7 separate regions of the Mus musculus genome follow, and all the other regions are linked to region 3. A link is a contact called in public HiChIP or PLAC-seq and promoter capture Hi-C data. All regions are on one chromosome and are shown on one strand. Each heading gives the region's core, a stretch centred on a gene start, on an enhancer-like site or on the middle of the called end of the contact. The rest is flanking DNA. Distances are from core to core; before and after follow the strand shown.

The links. Promoter capture Hi-C pulls out the DNA fragments that hold promoters and counts their contacts. HiChIP or PLAC-seq counts read pairs in DNA pulled down with a chosen protein or histone mark. Capture Hi-C pulls out chosen DNA fragments and counts their contacts.
Region 1: a contact with region 3 is called in a promoter capture Hi-C map of erythroid cells, with 2.2 times the contacts expected there. The contact joins the promoter of Tbc1d25 here to the promoter of Tfe3 in region 3. A contact is called at or near these places in 1 of 39 promoter capture datasets (erythroid cells), 2 of 115 datasets of contacts at active chromatin or transcription factors (embryonic stem cells and extraembryonic endoderm stem cells) and 2 of 9 other capture datasets (adipose tissue and liver).
Region 2: a promoter capture Hi-C map of liver shows a contact between it and region 3. The contact joins the promoter of Rbm3 here to the promoter of Tfe3 in region 3. A contact is called at or near these places in 12 of 39 promoter capture datasets (the 3T3-L1 cell line, the C10 cell line, the HPC-7 cell line and 8 more), 1 of 484 Hi-C or Micro-C datasets (muscle stem cells), 7 of 115 datasets of contacts at active chromatin or transcription factors (cardiomyocytes, effector CD8 T cells, embryonic stem cells and 2 more) and 2 of 9 other capture datasets (adipose tissue and liver).
Region 4: a promoter capture Hi-C map of stem cell-derived epiblast-like cells shows a contact between it and region 3, with 4 times the contacts expected there. The contact joins the promoter of Clcn5 here to the promoter of Tfe3 in region 3. A contact is called at or near these places in 13 of 39 promoter capture datasets (the 3T3-L1 cell line, 3T3-L1-derived adipocytes, the C10 cell line and 8 more), 2 of 484 Hi-C or Micro-C datasets (CD4 T cells and cortical neurons), 6 of 115 datasets of contacts at active chromatin or transcription factors (T-cell acute lymphoblastic leukemia, embryonic midbrain, extraembryonic endoderm stem cells and 3 more) and 2 of 9 other capture datasets (adipose tissue and liver).
Region 5: a promoter capture Hi-C map of adipose tissue shows a contact between it and region 3, with 2.1 times the contacts expected there. The contact joins the promoter of Usp27x here to the promoter of Tfe3 in region 3. A contact is called at or near these places in 5 of 39 promoter capture datasets (cranial neural crest, frontonasal cranial neural crest, hippocampal neurons and 1 more) and 3 of 9 other capture datasets (adipose tissue, embryonic stem cells and liver).
Region 6: an RNA polymerase II HiChIP or PLAC-seq map of embryonic stem cells shows a contact between it and region 3, with 7 read pairs. The contact joins the promoter of Porcn here to the promoter of Tfe3 in region 3. A contact is called at or near these places in 1 of 39 promoter capture datasets (cranial neural crest), 1 of 115 datasets of contacts at active chromatin or transcription factors (embryonic stem cells) and 1 of 9 other capture datasets (adipose tissue).
Region 7: a promoter capture Hi-C map of pre-B cells shows a contact between it and region 3. The contact joins the promoter of Ftsj1 here to the promoter of Tfe3 in region 3. A contact is called at or near these places in 9 of 39 promoter capture datasets (the 3T3-L1 cell line, 3T3-L1-derived adipocytes, the C10 cell line and 5 more), 1 of 115 datasets of contacts at active chromatin or transcription factors (memory CD8 T cells) and 2 of 9 other capture datasets (adipose tissue and liver).

The regions. Positions count from the first base shown.
Region 1 is chrX:8,174,448-8,177,425 of GRCm38.p6, reverse strand. Tbc1d25 (TBC1 domain family, member 25) reads left to right here and starts at 1,502. Exons shown (of 6, transcript NM_172478.4): 1 at 1,502-1,715. The coding sequence starts at 1,593.
Region 2 is chrX:8,144,158-8,147,129 of GRCm38.p6, reverse strand. Rbm3 (RNA binding motif (RNP1, RRM) protein 3) reads left to right here and starts at 1,250. Exons shown (of 7, transcript NM_001166410.2): 1 at 1,250-1,492; 2 at 2,058-2,175; 3 at 2,451-2,557. The coding sequence starts at 2,073. It overlaps Rbm3os (RNA binding motif protein 3, opposite strand), which reads right to left and starts at 1,703. Exons shown (of 3, transcript NR_033561.1): 1 at 1,399-1,703; 2 at 512-638.
Region 3 is chrX:7,761,053-7,764,248 of GRCm38.p6, reverse strand. It overlaps Tfe3 (transcription factor E3), which reads right to left and starts at 1,588. Exons shown (of 10, transcript NM_172472.3): 1 at 1,189-1,588. The coding sequence starts at 1,304.
Region 4 is chrX:7,317,663-7,320,851 of GRCm38.p6, reverse strand. It overlaps Clcn5 (chloride channel, voltage-sensitive 5), which reads left to right and starts at 1,494. Exons shown (of 14, transcript NM_001243762.1): 1 at 1,494-1,746.
Region 5 is chrX:7,374,567-7,377,628 of GRCm38.p6, reverse strand. It overlaps Usp27x (ubiquitin specific peptidase 27, X chromosome), which reads left to right and starts at 1,799. Exons shown (of 1, transcript NM_019461.4): 1 at 1,799-3,062. The coding sequence starts at 2,768. Gm14379 (predicted gene 14379) reads right to left here and starts at 1,704. Exons shown (of 2, transcript NR_026741.1): 1 at 1,346-1,704; 2 at 1-1,105.
Region 6 is chrX:8,204,918-8,208,049 of GRCm38.p6, reverse strand. Porcn (porcupine O-acyltransferase) reads left to right here and starts at 1,525. Exons shown (of 15, transcript NM_023638.4): 1 at 1,525-1,675; 2 at 2,317-2,485. The coding sequence starts at 2,350. Gm33135 (a long non-coding RNA gene) reads right to left here and starts at 2,343. Exons shown (of 3, transcript XR_878043.1): 1 at 2,260-2,343.
Region 7 is chrX:8,250,952-8,253,852 of GRCm38.p6, reverse strand. Ftsj1 (FtsJ RNA methyltransferase homolog 1 (E. coli)) reads left to right here and starts at 1,447. Exons shown (of 13, transcript NM_001290430.1): 1 at 1,447-1,681; 2 at 2,816-2,901. The coding sequence starts at 2,853.

The DNA of each region.
Region 1 (2,978 bases), core at 253-2,752, 410 kb before region 3:
TAAGTAAATAAATATAGAAAAAGATTTGAACTCCCCCGCTGGCTGTGGTAATGTCCATTTTTAATCTTAGCAGTCTGGAGGAAGAGAGTTCCAGGCCAGCTTAGTCTACATGGAGAGTCTCAGGTCAGCCAGAACTTCATAGTGAAAACCTATCTCATTTTTTTCTCAAAGAGCTTAAGACACTGGGCTGGGGTGGCCACACACCTTTAATCCCCACACTCAGGAGACAGAGACAGTAGGATATCTGTGAGTTTGAAGCCAACTTGGTCTTCAGAGTTCCAGGACAGCCAGTGCTACATAGAGAAACCCTGTCTTGAAAAAACAAACAAATAAGCAAATAAATAAACAAAAAGCATAAGATGTGTTCAACGATCTAACTCATATTTAACAAACACATATTTTTATTGTGACTGAAGTGCTGTGGACCTCCTGTATACTAGACATATGCTCTATCAATGAGATAAACCAGATAGAGCTTATAACAGGGCTGACCTCAACAAACTGTAATGATTAAGTAAAACAAAGACAATGTAGGGTCGGGCAGTGGTGGCACACGCCTTTAGTCCCAGCACTTGGGAGGCAGAGGCAGGTGGATTTCTGAGTTCGAGGCCAGCCTGGTCTACAGAGTGAGTTCCAGGACAGCCAGGGCTATACAGAGAAACCCTGTCTCGAAAAAACAAAACAAAACAAAACAAAACAAAGACAATGTAGGTCCAGCACTTTTGAGACAGAGTCTGAAGGTTAGCCTGAACTATATGAAAATGTCACAAAAAATAACAACAACAAAAAAACCTGGAAAAAAAGTTTAGGAAAGAAGTAGGACCTTCAGAAAGCATACAATGTTTGTTTTTTGGTAAATTACTTAAGGAAGTATAAACAAGGATTTAGACGTGTGTAAAACTTTATCCTTGAATATAAGTGTAAATTAAGAGATTGGGAGGTGGGCATGGAGAAGGTGGCACACACCTGGAAGTTCTTGGAAGTCTGAGGTTAAAAAAAAAACTGAAGTTCAAATTATCTCTGGGAAATTAGTGAGATTCTGTTTAGAAAGAAAGGAAGAAAGGAAGAAAGGAAAAAAACTAAACAAAAAAATCTTTAGAGTACTATTTTCCCCCTTCAGGATATTAATTCGAAGGGAAGTATTTGAAACCGATGACATCATCTGTCACCAAAGGCACGTGGCAATTCAAAGCCGGTTCTGGAACGTTTATGTCAGCACGCTGTGGCCTCCTTGCCTCCCTCTTGTCTCTCTCAAGCTCGTCCGTTTAACGCGGCGGTTCATGAATCCGGAAGTAAACTGCCAAAACAACGGCGCCACGGACCGGGCCAGGCAGGACCTGGACAGGCACTTACACACAGGCAGTAAAAAGTAAAATTCTCCACTCTGGGAGGCGGGGTTCCAGGCAAGAGCACTCTAGGCGCATGCTCAGATGCGACCTCCAGCCCAAGCCAGGTGGGAGGGGCAGGGTCCTACAGCACCTCTGCGCCTGCGCTCTGGTGCAAGGTGGGGCCGCGGGCGCCCGCACTGTTGGGTGTACGTTAGGGTACGGGTAACTATCGGTTATCACCTGGACAGAGACGACAGCGGCGGGATGGCAACCACCTCCGCGGCCTCGGACTCGGCGTGCTCGGCAGCGCCCCCGCCCGTCGGAGGTGCCCAGGCGGCCGCGGCGGTTGAGGAGGAGGAGCGTGAGGTGGTACGGGTCCGAGTCAAGGTGAGGCTAGCCTGCTTGGGCGCCCAGTGGACGAAAAGACCGTAACTGTCCTAGGATAGAGCATCAGACCTGAAATTTGGGGCGTGACTTGGAGACTGGGGGCGAGGCTGGAGAGCGGAATTGATAGAATGAAGGCGTGGGTTTTGGGGACTTGTCGTTGGGTGTGGAACTGTAGAGGAGACAGGGCCAATGGAGTGGATGGGTGGAGCCTACGGGTAGAGAGGTGGGTTGTAGGGTTACCGGAGGGGCCTCTGGAGTCCAGAGGAAGGAAGGAGGTGCTGTCGCTGTCAGAAGGGATAGTCCTAAAGTCAGTCAACAAATAGCTATTGAGAGTTCACTTTTGTCCATGTCCCACCCCTGAGCCCACGTGCTTGTGGGAGGGGGACAAAAACAATTAAATGAGATATTTTGAACATTGGTGAATATCAGGAGAAAGTGATAGGAAAGGTTAGGATCTCTAGGGAGTTACTTTACCCAAAGCTGTATAGGAAAATCCCCTAAAGAGGACTCAAGTCACAGAGACCTGGATAATAATAATAATAACAAAATGTTAGCATATGCATTTAGGATGGGAGAAGAGTTCTAGGTAGAGGGAACACCTAGATGAGTGTGGTATGTTCCTGTAGGTTCCCATATTGTTGGAGAAGGAAGCCTGGGGGCAAAAGTAATAGACAATCAGGAGGGAGAAGGGCACATAGGACAGCTTGTGACATATAACACACTCTGAGGAAGGAACCCGTTGTGATACCTGCAAGCAGTGACCGGTGGCTCAGACTGGAGTGCCAGAGATCACTTTTGGGGTGTTAGCGCTCTAAGGCAAAGGTTTTAGTAAGCCAGATGAAGTGGGAAGGATGTTCACTCTGAGAGAGGTCAGCACACAGAAGTCTGGAAAGCATGTACTCAAAGGAACTCTCAACAGTTTGATACCAGTAGAGCCATAAATACATCTCAGAGTGGAGGGAGGGCTAGCTCCAGCACCTAGGTTTGCTGTTGAAGAAGGATCTGAGCAACAAACAGTGTTACAGGGAGATTTGCACTATGGGGGGTGGGGGGGAGTCACTGATTTGATTGTGTCAAGCTGGACATGGTGATTCTGGCAACCATATTTAAGGGACTCTGGAAGGACTGGACACCTGGACTACTGCATTAGCCTTCGTTCCTGCCAGTCTGCTTTGGCAGAGCAAACATGGACCCTGTAAATTCAAAGGACATATCATCTTTTCTCTGCGCAGAGACTTCCTGTGACTTCCCCTCGCCCAGAAC
Region 2 (2,972 bases), core at 1-2,500, 380 kb before region 3:
ACCATAGGCTAGCTAAAGTTAGCCTGGAACTTGTTAAAGCTCCAATTCACAACCCTGCCTCAGTTTTCTGATAGATGGTGATGAGGCATCTGGTTCAATGGCACAGTAAAAGCAGACACAGCTCTCTCTCTTTGTTGGGATATAAGCCAAGGGACTTGCACATACTAGGAAGGCACTCTGCCACTGAGCTGAACCCTATAGAAGGACTGAGGACCTTAAACTAAAAGCAAAAGTATACAGCTAACGTAATAAGCTGCAGAAGAGTATCTTTGGGACCTGGGCAGGGAGGATTTCTTTAAAAGTACAGACACGCTGGTTGTGGTGATGATCCCAGCACTGAAGAGGCTGAGGCAAAAGTTTTATGAGTTCCAGGGTGACCTGAGCATACAGTGAGGGACAGACCACAGGGTGAGAAATATTAGAACAACAAAAAGTATTCAACTAAAGATAACTACTTACAAATTTAATAAAAATCCATGAAAATCACTGAGAAATGTGGGAATAAGCTTACCAGGAATTACAGATGAATGGCATCCAAAGGGTAGCAAATCGATTTGTGGTGGGGTTGGTGGAGGAGTGGGAGGCAGGCCTTTACAATGTTGAACAAATTTATTCTAGGAGTCAACAATGTAGAGTTCCTGGAGGCAAACAAGTTATTAGGCACTGAAGGCTGGGAAAGATCACATCGTCAGGCAGTGGACTTAGACACTACTTGCTATGGATTTCATTATGTACTGCAAAAGTTCATCCTTTCGATCAAGACCCAGTATCCCGAATAGAGAGTAAAATTCGTTTAGTGGATTGAGATTTGCATCCTTTGAAGCTAGGCTACCTGGCTTGCTGAACGCATTATCAGGCGTAAAGAGACTGTCAGATAAGGATGCAAACTTAAGTCAGAGGATGACACCAAGGGAAGGAGTCCGCTAACACACAGCTATATGTTAGGAGGAGGGGCTAAGCATTCGGAAATGTAAGGTTTGACAGGAAGAACTCTGAAGGCCTCGGGGCCTTAAGGGATATGCAGTTAAAGGTCTAAAAAGAAAAGATTGGTTTCTGAGGACGGCAGTTCGCTGGCACCGACCTACTGTCAGTTAGGACTTCCTATGGAAAGGGAGAGATGACGTCAAAAACACTGAAAATGACGTCAGGGAGGAAAAGGCTCTATGGATCCAACCGTTTGAGATGGAAAGGGGGCCAGTCTCTCGGGCAGAAAGGAGATGCTTATAGGAGAACGCACTGAACTCATAAAGCTCCTCTCGATTCCCGGAAGCGGCGAGGCAAATTGCTGCCTCCGCCTTCCTCGTCCTCTTCCCAACCCCCCCCCCCCGCTGGCCTCAACCAATGAGCACGCACGCCAGGGCGCGCTGGGGGACGTTGTGTGACGTCTCGGCTACGCACGCTTTATCAGGCGTCTTCCCGCGCCGCAGTCTCTCTGTTCTCCCGGTTCCTTCGAGCTCGTCGTCTCTGCCGTCCTCTGACTTTTAATTTCCAGGTAAGCGCCTTCGCCTTGCTCAGCGCTCGTTCCCCACCTCACTTCCTTGCCCTCTATGGGCGAGGGACGAGGGCAGGAAGAGTTGTGGCCGCTGATATGTGGGCTTGAGCTTTGAGGAGGGTTAGTCCCAGGCTCGAAGGCAAAAATGTATTCATTGTGAGGCGGGCGTGCTGCATCGGAACGGGAGAAATGCCGGAAGGCACGGGCTCGGGCGGCGGCGGGGACCACGCGCCAACCTGTACCGGCTGTCCCTTCCCACGTGACCGCCGCCATCTTGTTCTGCGGGGAAAGAGGAAATGCAATGCTGCTGTAGGCCTGCGCGACCGTACAAAATGACGGGCGTGGCAGCCTGGGATGTTGTGGGCATGCGCGATAGGAGTCATCAAATGGCGGATGGGCTCACCCAGCCTTGCTGGTTCCCGCCTTTTCTGCTCCCGAGCCTCTTGCCATTTGAATTGTCTCTTTTAACCCATTTTCTGTCTTCGCTGTAATTCTCTGTATCCGGATATTGTACACCTCACTACCTGCCACATTGACTCCCCAATAATTCGTGCACTCCCTTTAGGACTTGCCTTCTGCCATGTCGTCTGAAGAAGGGAAACTCTTCGTAGGAGGGCTCAACTTCAACACCGATGAACAGGCACTTGAAGACCACTTCAGCAGCTTTGGGCCTATCTCTGAGGGTGAGCCATGGACCAGCCCCGGGGTTGAGGGTTGGTGGAGAAGAGCTAGTCTAGAACTAAAACCTGAAATTCTCTTTAACTTCCATGTCTGTACGGTAACGGTTAGGCTGAAATAAATTCAGTTGGATACAGGATTTTTTTTTTTTTAAACAGGAGCGGGGGGGTTGGCGGGGTCCTAATTCTCCCAAGTGCTATTTGATCTGTGGCTGTGCCTGGCTATTACTTTCTACTTAGATGTTAGGGTTCTAACATTTGTCTTTCTGCCCCTCCCCCAGTGGTTGTTGTCAAGGACCGGGAGACTCAAAGATCCCGGGGTTTTGGCTTCATCACCTTCACAAACCCAGAGCATGCCTCAGATGCGATGAGAGCTATGAATGGAGAGGTGAGGCCTCCTGCCTGCACAGGGGCCGTCTCCCTGTCTGCCACTTTCTTCGTTCTTTCTGTTTTCCCTCTATGTCTGCCAGGGGCAGCGTGGCCACTCACAGGAGCATGACTGCCTTCTGTTCTAGGGGGTGGAGGGCAGCGGCAGACAGAGCCGGGCTGCCTGGGAGGCGACGACTGGTCCTGCATGAGGCGGAGAAGCCACCTGTGGATGGTTGACCTGCTCTGGGCTTAGGTAGTAGAGTCTGCAGAGCTGTGGGCCTGGCAGAGGACCGGAGAGGACCTCGTGAGTCTGCTGGGATGGACTCTGAAGCCTCAGACCGAGAGAGGTGTCTAGCCCTAATAGTCGGGCAGCTTAGAGGAGTGGGGAGGATACGTCAGCCTGAGTTCAGTCAAGATGTAAGTAGTAGCAGGGG
Region 3 (3,196 bases), core at 339-2,838:
CCAGGAAGTCGGGAAGAGGAAGCTCCGAGAGTAGCTGAGTTCAGCACAATCCCAGGCAGAGAGGAGGCAGCCCCCCTCCCATACTCACACACACCACTGCACGTTAAGTTGAAAAAGGTGGGGGCTGGAGAGGGCAGGGCTATGGACAAGGAAGGCCTGGAGCTTCAAAGCAAGGCTGATGGAGGTGAGAGGAGCCGAAAAGGAGAGACTGAGGACCCACCCAGACGGGAATGGTGCAATCGGTACTCACTCCAGCTCTAGAGACTGATTCAAGATTACACCCGGGAACTGAGAGACCGGCTGGGAGGGCGAAATAAAAGGAAGAGGGGGTGTGTGGGTAGGGAGTGGGCAGGGCCGGCTTGGCTGCAAGGCTAGGGCGAGTGGCAACAGAAACAAGACCCTCCTCTGGGCTTCCATATAAGGCTCTAGGCCTCCCCCCAACCCCCCACGCCTAAAAAGTGAACTGTATCTTTCCAGTGTGCCCTGCCGCATCACATTTTATCACCCATTGGATAAGACAAGAGGGGTTTCCACTATCTCGGCCTTTCTGTACAGACGCCAGCTGAGCGGGGTAGCAACAGTGAACCGATTGGGCCCAGCAAGTTGCTTCGCTCAATTATTCACACACACTCCCGGCAGATCGGAGACCTCCCCCTAACTCCTTTAGACTCGTGCTATTCCCAAAAACACAGCACCGGCTACTGGGAATCACTAGGTGCCCCAAATAACACCTCTGCCTCCCTGAATTTTCCCCCCACACACACTAAAAGGGGGAGGGGGGAAACCCCAGGATTTCCTTAAAATCAGTGCCTCACCTGACAGTATGTATGCCCTCACATTCATCCCTCCGCGACCGAGTCAACAATCCCCAATTCAGCTTTTAATCAGTTTCCAAGTTCAACTACAGCAAACCAGTTTCTGTATACTCCACGATCTGCCCCGCTAGACCCAGCAAAGACACCCCCCCAAATATGACTCTGCCCTCCTCACGCACTCCCACTACTCCTGTAAGCGTCTATCCAAGCAGATCAGTACCAGATTTCTGAGGCGCCCACCCAAGATGGGCACTCCGACGTCCTTCAAGCCTAGGCCAAGAGTCTCCAACCCCAGTCGAGGACCCCCCGTGTCCTGAGATGAGTCCCCGGGGAACCTCAGTTGTCACTCCCGGCCCCAGAGGTGGCCCCGCACCTGAGCAGCTGGGCCGACTCAGCTGGCCTGCGCTCTTCCAATAGCAGGAACACGGCTCGAGGGCCCTCCGCGCTGGCCTCTACGGCGTCCCGAGCTGGCTCGGCTGCATGAGACATGACGCCCGGCTCCGGGCGAGCCCTGCCAGGCCGGTCGGGCCTTGGCCCGGTCCCCCTAACAAAATAAGAGTCCCCCTCCCCCTGTTTGCCGCTGCCTCCTCCGTTAAGCCATGGAGCTAGCACTGCGTGGGCGGGCGGCGTCGGGAAGATGGGATGGGCCGTGAGTCATCACCCGCCCTGAACGGACCGACACCCCCCAACCTAACCCCGAACGACCGCTCGCCTCCCTCTCGTCCTCTTCCCCCTCCTCCTTGGGCTGGGGAAACTCCACAGGAAGTGACCACACTGGGGATGGAAGTCTGGTTGGGCCATACCTCCTGAGCAAGGCAGCCAGTTGCAGCCGGGAGATTGGAGAGCCCGCCCTAAGCCACGACTTCGAGCGGTAGGGAACACCGGCTTCGGCCCGCCCTTCGGAAAAGGGCCTTTAGGCCACGCCCCGGGAGGCGGAAGCAAATAGGAGAGGAGTGATTTGGTTGAGCCACGCCTTCATTTTTACGTAGCTTCCTGAGCCACACCCCCTCCCTCAAATTATCCACACCATCCTCATGCCCCCCAGCCCCAATCCCCATCCCCAGCAAGATATTAAGCTGAGTCTTGGGTTTTCTGCACCTGCGTGGAAAGTCTCCATGCCAAGGTTTTTTTTTTTTTTTTTTTTTTTTTTTAGCGGAACCATGCCGGCTCTTAGCCCTGGATCTTCCCAGCCCGCACCCCAACTTCTTGGTACCCATGTCTTCTCAAGCCACTTTGAGTGAGGCACCGACATTCCTTAAAGGTGGTGCTGAAACCCTGCCCTTTTGGTACCCACAGTCCAGCCACGGAGCTGGTCTTCCAGAAAGAGCTCAGCCTTTTTTGTTGTTATCTAAAGTATTTGTTGTACTATGATCGTTGTACTACGCAATAGACGGTCAATGAAGCTTTTGACAGATGGATGAATGAGTGGACGGATGGTAATTAGATCTGGTTTCCAGAGAATGACTTCTATAATCAAAATGAACTATTTGAATAATGCAGAAGACCTGCTCCACTCTGCGCCTCCACGTTCCTGCCCTGGCAAATGGGGCCATAAACTGTGTTGGCAAAGTTATGAGGATAAGAGATATATAAATAAGGAAAAAGGCAGGCAAGCTGTTTTGCATACAAGAAATTTCCCAACCTTAATCGATTTGCTCACTTGTTTGCTTGATCAATCATTTAGGAGGAGCCTGTGTGCGGCAGATAAATGCAGGGTGACGCAGACACAGAAGTTCCACTGACACCAACAGGTACACGTAGTTCATAAAACACCAGAGCCCACCACTTCTCCCATCCTACTTCCCAGCATCCTGAGACCATCAGTTGGAGCAGGAGAAAATTTATGACAGCGGGTGTGGGAGTATGGTGGGACAACTCTGTCATCACAGGAGGAGGGACATGAACAGCAGAGAATTTGTTGGTCCAGATCATCCTTAGCTACACAGTGAGTTGCAGAATGGTCTGAGATACGAGTACTCCTGGAAGAAAAAGCAAGGATGCAGGCTGATGAGATGGCTCAGCGGGTAAGAGCACCCGACTGCTCTTCCGAAGGTCCTGAGTTCAAATCCCAGCAACCACATGGTGGCTTACAACCATCCGTAGTGAGATCTGACTCCCTCTTCTGGGGTGTCTGAAGACAGCTATGGTGTACTTACATAGAATAAATAAATAAATAAATAAATAAATAAATAAATAAATAAATAAATAAAAGCAAGGATGCTCACTGGGCTTGCACTAGAGCTAATCTCACTCCCTTGGCTTTGTAAATATGCACATTTCTGCACAGACATGACCACCTCACAATGGGGACCCTTTACAGAAGAAAGGTTATAGTTTTAAGTTACTTTTGAAGGCTTCAAGACAGGAGCTACTTTTGTAGT
Region 4 (3,189 bases), core at 245-2,744, 440 kb after region 3:
TGAAAGAATGCAGGAGCTGGAGGATGCACAGGAGTGCTGTAAAAGACTGTCCTTTGTCCACAAGGTCACTGACTCCTGAACAAGACCAAGCCACCAACATTCCTACAGAGATGGGAGAGGTGATATCCAGACTCTATTTCTTACTGAGATTCCATTGGTAGTTGATAGCTTCCCACCTGGGGAGAGAGAATTGCTCTTCTTTGAGGGTGTGACCTCTGGTAGGTTTTTCCTGGTCTGTCGAATGGTCCCACACTCTTGCAAATATGGGCAGCACTAACTGGATTTATTGGGTTACTAACACAAGAAATTTGAAATTATGAGGGGAGGTGTTGGGGGAAATATGGATTTCTTGGGGAGAATTGGAGGGAGCAAATGGAAGCGTATAAGATTATAGTTTATTGTATACTTGTATAAACTTCTCAAAGAAAAAAAAAGTCTACGGGTGTGGCACAGGTCTACAATCCCAGCGCTTGGGAGGCAGAAGCAGCTGAGTATCTGTGATCCCAAGGCCAGTTTAGTTTACATGGTGAGTTTCAGGCATCCAAGGCTAAATAGTGAGTCCCTGTTGCAAGAAAAAAAAATACTATTTACTACAGTGGATTTTGAATTTGAATACTTGGCTTCTAGGTAGATTACTTGTGTTGATGATGTGGATTCCAATCTTAGTTCTTGCAATAAATTAATAGCTGCACTCCATTTGTATAACCTGTTCATTCCTCACAAGGATAGGATAGTTCTTCTAATTATTCGGAATGGCTTTGGAGACAGAGAGACCTCAGTTGGAATCTGAGCTTTATTTTGTGTTTTGTTTGTCTGTTTTTGAGACAGCATCCTGCCTTCAAACTTACAATATAGCCTAGGATGACCTCGCATCGATTCTCCTGCCTTCAACCTCAAAGAATCGGGATTAGAAGTATATGTCACCTTGAGTTTTCGCTTGACAATGATTAAATTGGCAATAATACCTATAAGTAACTGCAGTATAGATTTCCCTGTGTTGGATTAAATTGGCCCCTGCAAGCACTACTGTATTTGATCACTATTCTTATTGCTACTACAGTGTGAGATTGGAAAAGCTATGTAACCTTTCTGAGCCTCTGTATTTTTATGAGGGAAAACGGATAATGACACACTCTTCATGAGTTCTTGTGAGCATTAAATGAAACGAATAAAGTATATTAGCCAGAACAATGCCTGGCATAAGGGAGGCTTAAATTTGTGGTCTGATGTCCGCTGTGGGCAAGATACTCAGGATAAACAGTTTGTTCTAAAGACAAAAGCAAAACCAAGGTAGGCAATCTGCAAACAATGAAACCGAAGGGAGCATTGCTTTTTTTTTCCCCCAAATGCAACTGACACGCCCCGCATTTGGGTTGGATCCGCCCAGTCCTCATTAAATATGGCTGCAAGCCCGACTACCCTATTGCGGTTGCGCATGCCGAAGCTCCTCCCAGCTGCTGCTTCTCGGTGGCGCTTTCCCCCCTGGCCGGCCCGAGGTGCCTGGAGCGGGCCCTCCGTGGCGCGCATGCGCAGACGCCGTCTTGGCAGAGCTAATACTCCAAGGCGCCTGTCACATGAGCCTCGCTCCCGCTCCGCTCCCCCTCCTCCCGGCTGGGCTGTGTGAATGAAGCTCTGCCGGCTACGTGGGGCGCTAGCTCTACTCGCCGTGTGGAACGCCAGAGCCGACTGAGCGCGCTGCCCACCGCCGGTGGACACGGGCTCCGCCGCGCCGGACCTCGGTGACAGGTAAAGGCAAATGGGCTTCCCTTCCCCAACAGGTCCTTCCCGGCTCACCGGCCGCCGGCCCACCCGAGGAGCCCCCCGGTACGGCGAGCAGGGAAGAACGCTCGCCTGCCACCGCGGTCCCCGGAGCTGGCGTTCCCTCTGCCCGGCCGCCACTGAAGGAGGTGGTGGACAGCCTGGTTCCTGCCAGAGCGGGGCGGCATCTCCTCGGCAGCCCAGCCCTGTTCTGGGGAGCAGGGTCCCCAGGCTGCCGATCGAAGTTTCCTTGCCAAGCGGCGCCAAGCCCACCCAGCTTTGAAAGCGGGGAGCTTGGCTGCCCGCGTCGCTTCTCCAGAGGACAGGGCTGGGGCGGCGTTCGCTGGGAAAGCGCAGCCGAGGCCAGGTTCGGCTTGCTCCTGCTTTGGACCCGCCACAGGTTTCTAGGGCTTCTTAGCGAAGTGCAGTCCAGACGGTCTGGGCGAAGAAGTTGGTGTGCGTTTTCGCCCTTTGCCGCCCAATGCGCTTAAGCTGCTGCTTCCAGAGGTTGGAGCCCCGCGCTCCAGCTCCTTTCCAAGTAATGGAAAGAAAGCTTTAGCTTTAGCTTAACTTTGACGTGCTTTTTACCTTTATGAACGTTTCAGAACAAATCAGTTGACTGAAGTTGGACGGGTGGCCCTGTGATAACGTCAGTGGAAGCTGCGCCGAGTAAATGAGGGGAAAGCCAGAAGGTGAAGCATTAAAAACCAGTGAGACTCCCCTTTACACATACTTCATAAATGTATTAGTAATTTCCCGGGTTGAATTTCAGAGCTGTTAAATTTCCCCTTGTTCCACGACGTGCTGATCAGTAAGTACTTCTTAACAGTAAAATAGGAGGGGGATGGGGAGTCGACTTAAACTGAGCCATGTTCCAGGTAAACTCATTGGAGCACTTTTCCCTGGTGAATTCATCCTTAGAGTTTAAGCTCTCTTTTTCTTGGATTTCAGGAGCCTCTCCTCATCCAAAGCCCAGTCTTTGTTGGAGTTTTGAGGACTGGCGCACACACGAACCCTTTTTGTTCTTTAAAGAAAAAGAGGTCATTAAAGAGGGCCAACACTATTCTCCAACTAGTATTAGCCTTAAGCGTTTGGGCTTTAGCTTTCCCACTTCAGAGTTGCACACGTTGGTTATGTAAAAATCAATGGAAGTAGGAATTCACCTCAGGACAAAAAGGTGAGGGCCTTTCTGGAAAAAAATACAAATTAGCTTTTATGCCCAATGAGGGAAATAAATTATTAAAAAACTTGTTTAAATGTACTGGGTGCTTAATATATGAAACTTCCAAACCAAACTAAGACACCCCCTCCCAAACTGGTAATCACACCCGTTAATTTTTCCTTTGCTTTCTAACTCCTGTCATATAACTGGAAACTATTGTTTTGAGACTGAATTTAAAAATTCCAAATTGATCAATACCGTTGTGTGTG
Region 5 (3,062 bases), core at 550-3,049, 390 kb after region 3:
TCGTGCTCCATGAGCTCAGTCATTCTTAGCAGCTGCATCATTCCTTTGGTAGCCATACTGGTTGGACTTCCTCTAGTTGCAGGTGACAAAGGGCAGGCATTTGTTGGAAGGACACTTCAAGGAATTGAAAACAGAGCTGACTTAGGGAAGGCAGGCACTAAGGTAGCCTTAGGCTAGCTAGGAACCACACAGCCTCCATAAGGGCTCCAGCTCCCTGACTAATCCCCAAGGAGTATGTCTTTGCTTCCTCTATGAAGCATGACTCAGGTGGAGGCTGATTTCCAATGCTGACCAGGGATGCTTTGTAGACAGCAGAGCCCCCTAGAGTAGGACCATCCATGTGCACCAGGTACAGCCGGCTGTCACACTGAGGCACTGGACTCTTCTTAGCTCACTCTCTCCCCACGTGCTGATCCCTGCCTTTGGCTGCACCCTCCAGAAGCAGCAGTTGCAGCTGCTTCTGACATCCCCACTCTGCCCAAGACCTGAGCTGTTTGTTCTGGACTCATTCTTCCTGGGCTCTATGATGCTGCTTTTCATACAGCAGGCCCCCAGACTCTCTCCTCACTGGCAGCTCCAAAGATACCCGCTTTATTCCTACGTGCTGCCCACCCAAGACTCTGCTAAATCTTATGGGTCTCAGACTTTGTAGTTTGGGTTCCTTGCAGCGTAAGGGAGGTGCAACCTGTAGGAACAGCCTTGCAGTGTCTGGTTTCCCCTGCTGGCCTTGGAGTGACTGTTTCTGCCCACAGGCTGCTCAGTATCTGGAGTGCTGTATCTGGAGGCCAGCTGTCAACCAGTCATCCCACCCAGGGCCTTTGGAGCCTGAGTGGGAGGCAAGGAGCCAGCACAGGATGGGCTGATAAGTTTCTCAAAGAGACATGTCCCTTCAGGTGGAGCGGCCTTGGGAGCACTGTTGTCCCTCTAGATCTGGGGTTCAGGCTGGTCCCCAGTAAAGTTTGAGCTTCATCGTTTCTGGGAGAGCAGGAGTTGGACCTAGAGGGGGAGACTGAGACATGTTGGGGGTACGTTCAGCTGCTGGAGGCAGGTTCAGCCGCTGGAATGATGGATGTCGGAGCTCCCGCCTTTATTCTCAAGTACCAGACTGTGAAGGGATATTTTATGGCCTCAGAAACGTTTCTAGACAAGACAACCCTTCGGGCCCCCCGCCCCACAGGCTAGGGGAAGCTGCACCCTTGAGGGCAGTACTAGAGGGGAGGAGACCGCCTAGGGGGTCAGAGCAGCGATTGGAGCGGAGAGCTGGAAGCGCCTTAAAGAGACTGCGCGGTCCCCGCCCCACTTCCCGCCAGCCTCAATGAATTAGAGCTGTGTTTCCCAAACTTGCCTGATCACTAGCAGTTTCTCCGGCCCTAGTTAGAGATCCAGGTTCCGGAGTACCTCCCTTCAAGAGTCTGATTCAGTAGGCCTGCGGGTGGAGCCGAGGAATCTGTAATTTTAACACGCTCCCCCACGTGATTGTCGTGAACCAGCAAGTTTGGGAAATATTGAATTAAAGGAAACGGGGCCTGGCTGCAGAAGCGGCCTCCGCTAGGGGGCTTCGGCGGGAGCATTCCCGGGGGCGTCGCCTGCTTCCGCTGCCGCCTCCTTCAGTGAAAGTCCCTTTTGGGTCCAGCTGCCACAACCACCGCGCTCCCTCAGTCCGGACGGGGACACCCCAGGTCTGCGTGGCCCCCGCGCCACCACGCCCAGTGGCCGCCCGAGCCCCACGAGCAGGGGGAGGAGTCGCAGCCAGTGGAGGCGGAGGAGGCTGGAGGAGGCGGAGACGGCGGAGACGGGAGAGAAGGCATAGAGGAAGGTGGAGGCGGAGAAGGTGGAGGGGAAGGTGGAGGCGGCCGGGAAGGTGGACGCCACCGGGAAGGTGGAGACAGCAGGGAAGGTGGACGCCACCGGGAAGGTGGAGATCGCGGAGGGTCCGGGCCGCGGGGCTGAGCTCAAGCTGGAGCTGGAGCAGGAGCCCGAGCCGGAGCCCGAGCCGGAGCCCGAGCGGGAGCCCGAGCGGGAGCCCGAGCCGGAGCCGGAGCGGGAGCCCGAGCCGGAGCCCCAGCCAGAGCCCGAGCCGGAGCCCGAGCCCGAGCCCCAGCCGGAGCCGGAACCCGAACAGAAGCCGGAGCCCGAGCCGGAGCCCGAACCCGAGCCCTTACAGGAGCCTGAGCCTGAGCCTGAGCCTGAGCCTGAGCCTGAGCCTGAGAGGCAGCCCGAGAAGGAGCCGAAGGATGAGAACCCAGCGCAGAGCGGTGTTGGCGGCAGCGGCGACGAGGTTCCTCCCCCCACCCTTCCCTCCGACCCTCCGCGGCCCCCTGATCCCTCTCCGCGTCGCAGTCGTGCCCCGCGCCGCCGACCCCGGCCCCGGCCCCAGACTAGGCTTCGTACCCCGCCGCAGCCTAGGCCACGGCCCCCACCCCGGCCCCGGCCCCGGCGTGGTCCTGGGGGCGGATGCCTGGATGTGGATTTTGCTGTGGGGCCACCAGGTTGTTCCCACGTGAACAGCTTTAAGGTGGGAGAGAACTGGAGGCAGGAATTGCGGGTTATCTACCAGTGCTTCGTGTGGTGTGGAACCCCAGAGACCAGGAAAAGCAAGGCAAAGTCGTGCGTCTGCCATGTGTGTGGCACCCATTTAAACAGACTCCACTCTTGCCTTTCCTGCGTCTTCTTTGGCTGCTTCACAGAGAAACACATCCACGAGCACGCTGAGACAAAACAGCACAACTTAGCGGTAGATCTTTATTATGGAGGCATATACTGCTTCATGTGTAAAGACTATGTGTATGACATAGACATTGAGCAAATTGCCAAAGAAGAGCAAGGAGAAGCCTTGAAATTACAAGCGTCCACCTCGACAGAGGTTTCTCAGCAACAGTGTTCAGTGCCGGGACTTGGGGAGAAATATCCCACCTGGGAAACGACCAAACCTGAACTAGAACTTCTGGGGCACAACCCACGGAGAAGAAGGATCGCCTCCAGCTTTACCATCGGCTTACGAGGACTAATTAATCTTGGCAACACGTGTTTTATGAACTGCATTGTCCAGGCCTTGACCCACA
Region 6 (3,132 bases), core at 276-2,775, 440 kb before region 3:
ACAGAGTTTGCCTCTGCCTTCTCAGTGATGAGACTAGAGGCAGGTGCAGCCATACCAGCTGTATTCTACTGTTATTTCGATTTCTTTTATGTATGAATACATAGCACAAGGGTACTTAGGAGTTACAGATAGTTGTGAGCCACCATGTAAGCTCTGGGAATCTAGGTCCTCTGCAAGAGTAGCAAGTACTCTTAAGCACTGAGACATCCAGCCTTGCATTACTTTAGAGGAAAGGACGTTGTATTTGTGCATAAATGTTAGCTGATGTAAATATTTATGTATGTATGCATATATACATACCCATGGTGTTAAATATTTTTTTTCATTTGTAAACGTGACTATTAATTTACTCCATTTGAATACATGTTAAAAAGCTCAGCGACTGAGCATTTACCTAGAAAGCACAAGGAGGCCATGGGTTGCATCTTCAGACAGCAGGGACAGAAACAGGCAGTTTCTCTTAACCAAGAATTGCTAATCCCGCCCTTTTGTTTAACAGAAAGGGACACCGCCCAGAGTGAATGGGCACAACTTCCTTAACTCCATACAGCCAAGCATTAATCTTATTAGAACCTGTTTTCCTTAGCTCCTGGGGTCAGAATGAGGTCAAGATTGACCTGGGTGTGTTTCTCCGTTCACATTCACATTTGGAGCTAAGCCCCCTTAATGCCCTATAAGTGCGCCTTAGGGGAAATGGGCTCTTCTTGGGAGTTGAAGGTTTCATCAGCCTAAGAATAGAATTGAATGCCCAAGACTGTATCTCAGGTTCAGTAGAGAATAGTGCTGCACAAACCCTTTTGTTGATACACAGAAACCAATACAGACAGATCTTTATCAGATCCTGGGATTTTTGTTTGTTTGTTTGGTTGGTTTTTTTTGGTTTTTTTCTTTTTTATTTCTTTTTTTGCGCGTGTTCTTAGCCTCCTTCTAGTTTCTTTACAGGGCCCATTCTATTGAGGAATTAAGCAAACAAATTCAGTTAATGATAAACCAAATGCCGACTACTAACCCTTAGGGGGTCGATAAGGCACTTAGTGAGTGTTCCTAGGTGACACAGTCATTACGGACAAAAGCTTCGATCTGTTCCCTGGGGCTAAAGAACACTTGGAAATTCCTTCAGATTCCTTAAGAGATAGAAAAGGAGAAACAATGGCTTTTTTTTCCAGCTGTGACAAGGGTCACGCCAGTATGAATGCAAGAGGGACTATTGGGGCGAGCATTTGGCAGAAAAGGGGCTAGCCCCCTCCCTCCCTATCTTTTCCATTCTGATTCTCAAGGTTTATAAAATAATCATTAGGAAGTGTTTTCTTGGAAGTTGGGAAATTCTTGCGCCCCGAACGTTCCTGAGCTGGAATGGCAAGTGGCCTGAAAAAGGTACCGGTGAACCTTCTGTGCGCCGACGTGCTCCAGCGCCCCGCGCCCCTCAATCCTGCTCCTCCTCCTCGCGATGCTCGGGCTCACTCCTCCTGGTCCCCGCCCCGCTCCCGCTTTCGGATTGGAGGAACTCAGCTGCTAGCCCGCCCCGGGATTTAAAGGGCCCGCTCGGCCGCGCCGCCCTGGGAGCCACTGCTGGTCCCGGCCTTGCGGCCTGCGGGGGAGGCTGCCAGGAGGAGGTGGCGACAGTGGCAGCGGTGCGCGTCCCCGGCCCCCAGGACCACGGCTTCCTTTCTGCCAGGTAGGTCTCCAGTAGTGTGCGCGCGGTTCCCACGTTCCCATCCTTAAGCTGGCCTGCGGGGCGCGGATCTATACCCCTTGTCCTGGGACCTAGTCCGCATCACCTATAGGACTCCCTCCCTGCTATGTTCCCTGCCGGCACTTCCACTTTCCTGCAGTCCCTCGACCAGGGCAAGGCTTTGTTGCCGGCTTTTTGCTGAGTAGGGTGAGATGAAGCTCGCGGAAGATACATCCATACAAGGAGAGATGCACACGGCCCCTAAGTGTCACAGACTCCCCCTTTCTGCACTCCACATTGAGTGACTACCTTGGAAACGAAGGAGCCCACTTCTTCCGCCCCATTTGATATATAGGTCTAGAATGCATATCATTTTTATCATCATTGAACAAGACTGTTAACAACATTCTAGATACACAAGGTCCTTCATTCCCTGCGGGTCACAGGGCATCCAGAACACCCGCTGATATCACAGTTGGTGGCTCAGCCCGATGTACCTGATATTCATATCCTCCCCCAAAGCCTTCCAATAGCACCCTGGGGGGTTGGCAGCCCCAAGCTGAAGTCCTGAGTGCTCAAATCCCAACCTTGATTGTGGACAGCACCACGGACATCTCACTCCCTCTGTGTCCTCCCTTTGGCAGCTCCATCTGTCCATCCATCTGTGTGGGTCCACAATGGCCACCTTCAGCCGCCAGGAATTTTTCCAGCAGCTACTGCAGGGCTGTCTCCTGCCTACTGTCCAACAGGGCCTTGACCAGATCTGGCTGCTTCTTACCATCTGCTTCGCCTGCCGCCTCCTTTGGAGGCTGGGTAAGTGCCTACCAAACTGTGTTCCACCACAACAGATTTTATCTTATCTGTGACATTCATGGATATCAAACTACACCTTACCCCACCACATCTTACCATGCAACGTCCTGCAATGCCAAAGCAGGTCCCTACAGGTCCAGCCCCATCATATCCCATTAAGCTAAGCCCCAATTCCACCACAACACATCCTTTACATACAGCCACCTCAAGCCACACCATGGCAAGCCACATCCTGTTAAACCAAGACATGACCTTCAGCATTCCTGCACTCTGAGACGGTGGGATCCGGAACTGTCTGTGTTCCAAGGTGTTCCAATCAGATCCTGGAATGCTGCTGTTACAAGTATCCTATCCCAAAGCGTCCTAGTTACTAGGTATGAAGAGTCTGCCAAGTTGACATTTTCACATGCTGGACTTCCAAAAATGTGACATTATGAATGTCTATAATCAGGACATTGTGAAATTTCTGGATTCTTTGATTCTATAATGTTCCTGCAGTTATAGCAAAGTCAATATCCAAATGGGAAAGTTCTGAAATCCCCAGGATTCCTCTAGGATACAGGCATTTGTGAAAATCAAACGTTCTCTAATCAACTCTTTCCTCTTCATCTTAAGTGGGTGCTTTCTTTCCCCCCCCCCCAGCTTTA
Region 7 (2,901 bases), core at 198-2,697, 490 kb before region 3:
TCAATTATTGTGTTTCATGCACTAGGTCATGACATGAGCACACACACAAGAACACATACATAGGGGCTGGAGAGATGGCTCAGTGGTTGTTGGGATTTGAATTCAGCACTTCAGAAAATGAATTTTTAAAGAACATATACATATTCATACATGCATATATGCTTTAAACTTTTATTCGCCGGGCAGTGGTGGTGCACGCCTTTAATCCCAGCACTTGGGAGGCAAAGACAGGCAGATCTCTGAGTTCGAAGCCAGCCTGATCTACAGAGTGAGTTCCAGGACAGCCAGGGCTATACAGAGAAACCCTGTCTCGAAAAAACAAAAAACAAAAAACAAAAAGAAAGAAAGAAAGGAAGGAAGGAAGGAAGGAAGGAAGGAAGGAAGGAAGGAAGAAAGGAAGAAAGGAAGAAAGGAAGAAAGGAAGAAAGGAAGAAAGAAAGAAAGAAAGAAAGAAAGAAAGAAAGAAAGAAAGAAAGAGAGAGAAGGAAGGAAAAAGGAAAAACAAAAAATACAAAACTTTTATTCATTCATACATGTATTTATTCATTCGTTCGTTCGTCCGTTTATTTATTTATTTATTTATTTATTTATTTATTTATTTGGGGGAGGGGGCGCGTGACAAGTGCGCATGTTGGGGATCAAAGGACAACTTGCAGGAATCAGTCTTCTTCCATCCATGACCTTGTGTATGGGGAATCGAACTTGGGTGGTCAGATTTGGCGGCAAGAGCCTCTACTCAGTGCGTCTCGCAAATCCGTAGACATGCTTTTCAGTGGTGCGGGTGGAGGCGGTGAGGGCAGTGGTGGTGGTTAAAATGTATTAAAAAGTATTTGGAAAATATACAATTAGAAAAGGATGTGCATCCGATTAACACCGTGAATTCTAGATAGGTGATTATCCCTTCTTTTCAGATGAGGAAACTAAAGTTCTAAGGTGGCAAAATTGAAAGCACTTCAGTCAACCGGTAGAAGTAGGATTCAAAATTGCAAATCGTATGCGGTAGCTTCCCGGTAGTAAAATTCAAAATTGCTCGCCGTAGCCTCCAGGTTAGCTTGCTTTCGCAACAGACTTTTCACTTCGCGTGGTCACGCTCCACCCCCTTTGCGTAATTTCCTTTCCCTCCAGACTTAAAGAAAAATGGGCGTGGTCGTGCCCGCTGAATTTTGGGAAATGTAGTACATAGGTTAAATAACCGTCCCGATGTAAAAGGGAAAAGGCGGCCAAGTAAGTTATCTTGTCTGAGTGAGCGGGCGATGGGGGAGGGGTGGAAGTTTCCCACGTCAAGGTCTCTCCGTGTAGCCAGACTAGCCGAGAACTCAGGATCTTGCTCCGGATCGCAGCTATAGGACCCTGGCCTTGAAACAAAGAACAAAGAGCCGGTTCACAAGCCTTGCAAAACTATTGGCCAGACGATGTCAGTTGCATTCTGGGAACTGAAGTTCCTGTGACCGGGATATGTCGACACAAGATGACGAGACTAACGTCATACGTTGTGCTCCGGTCTGGATCTCCGTGGAACTGAACTGTTTTACAAAGCAAACTTTACCGCGTGGCGACAACCTCTAGGCGTGTACGACAGGCCTTCGGGTCCACTCCGAACACCAACTGGAGTCTGTAATTTTCAGTTTGCAAACTGTTCTCGAGGCTGGTGAACAGCCACGCTCTGTATCCAAGAGCTGAGGTAGGTCCTAGGGCACTGATGACTTGAAAGGGACCGAGACTGGAGGCATGCCTGCCCTGTCTCCAACTCGGGATGAGGGGATTCACTCTCGGTACTGCAGCTGCATAGTTCAGTCAAGCCCCGAGAAGCTTGCCTAGAGCAGGGAACTAGATTGTTAGGTGAACTCGAACGGGGTGCAGCATAGAGCTACACAACTGATCTGCTATCTGCTGGGCCGACTTGAAGGGTATTTGGCGGTTCTGATGGGCTGATGGTCTTTGAGGCTCTGCAGATGGTCTTAGGGATGTTACTAAAAGATGGGTCTTGAAGGTATTACACTCGTGGTGCTGTGTCTGCTGGAAAATTAATGAAGGCTAATAATAAAAGTGGTGGCTATTTGGCAGTTTACATAGTAATCGTATTGGTGAGGTTCTGGAGAGAATAACAGGTGCGTAGGCAGAGTGCTAAACTAATGGGGTCAGTGACGAAAGACAAAATAGAAGCTATATGAGTGACAGAGGTAATCTTTGTATTGATGCAAAGGATCCCAAAGGCCACTCGTGTGATCTTTGAGAGGTTGGTTGGAGGGCTGAGTTAATGGAGCTGGTAAATTGGTGTAATGGAGCCCTAACAGGTCATGGTCCTCCAGGCATTAGTGGGGATTAAGGTGGTAGTAACTAATGACTGGAAGCTTAATCTATGATGGAATTGGTGGACTGCAGAGTGGAGAGAGAGAGAGAGAGATTAGGCTATGGGAGATGGAATGAGGTTGTGTCGGGTAATAGGTGTGAAAAGCAAGGACTTAATGGAGGGAGTAGTAGGGTTCTGTGACTCTAAAGATAATGGAAATAACTAGAGACGGTCAGGTGTTGATAGAGATGAAATGGGCAGAGAAAATGGTTGCGAGAGAGATTACTTGTGTAGTGTGTCCGTGACAGTAGTTGGAAGAGAGCAGAGTCAGTAGTGGGTCCTCTGTCAGTTAACTGTGGAGTCTGTGATGTCCCTCAGAGATGGGGACCTAAATGTGATCAGAAAAAGGGCCTGAGAGTTCATGATAAGGTCCTGGGCTTCGGGTTCCATGTGTTGAATGAGCTGACTGTCGTGTGGGACCCATGAACTCAGTTAGCTGTACTTTGTTTTCTTTGACCTGCGCAGGACAGCATCAGCACACACTGTCTGCCAGCAGACTGAGATGGGACGGACATCTAAGGATAAACGGGATGTCTACTACCGCCTGGCCA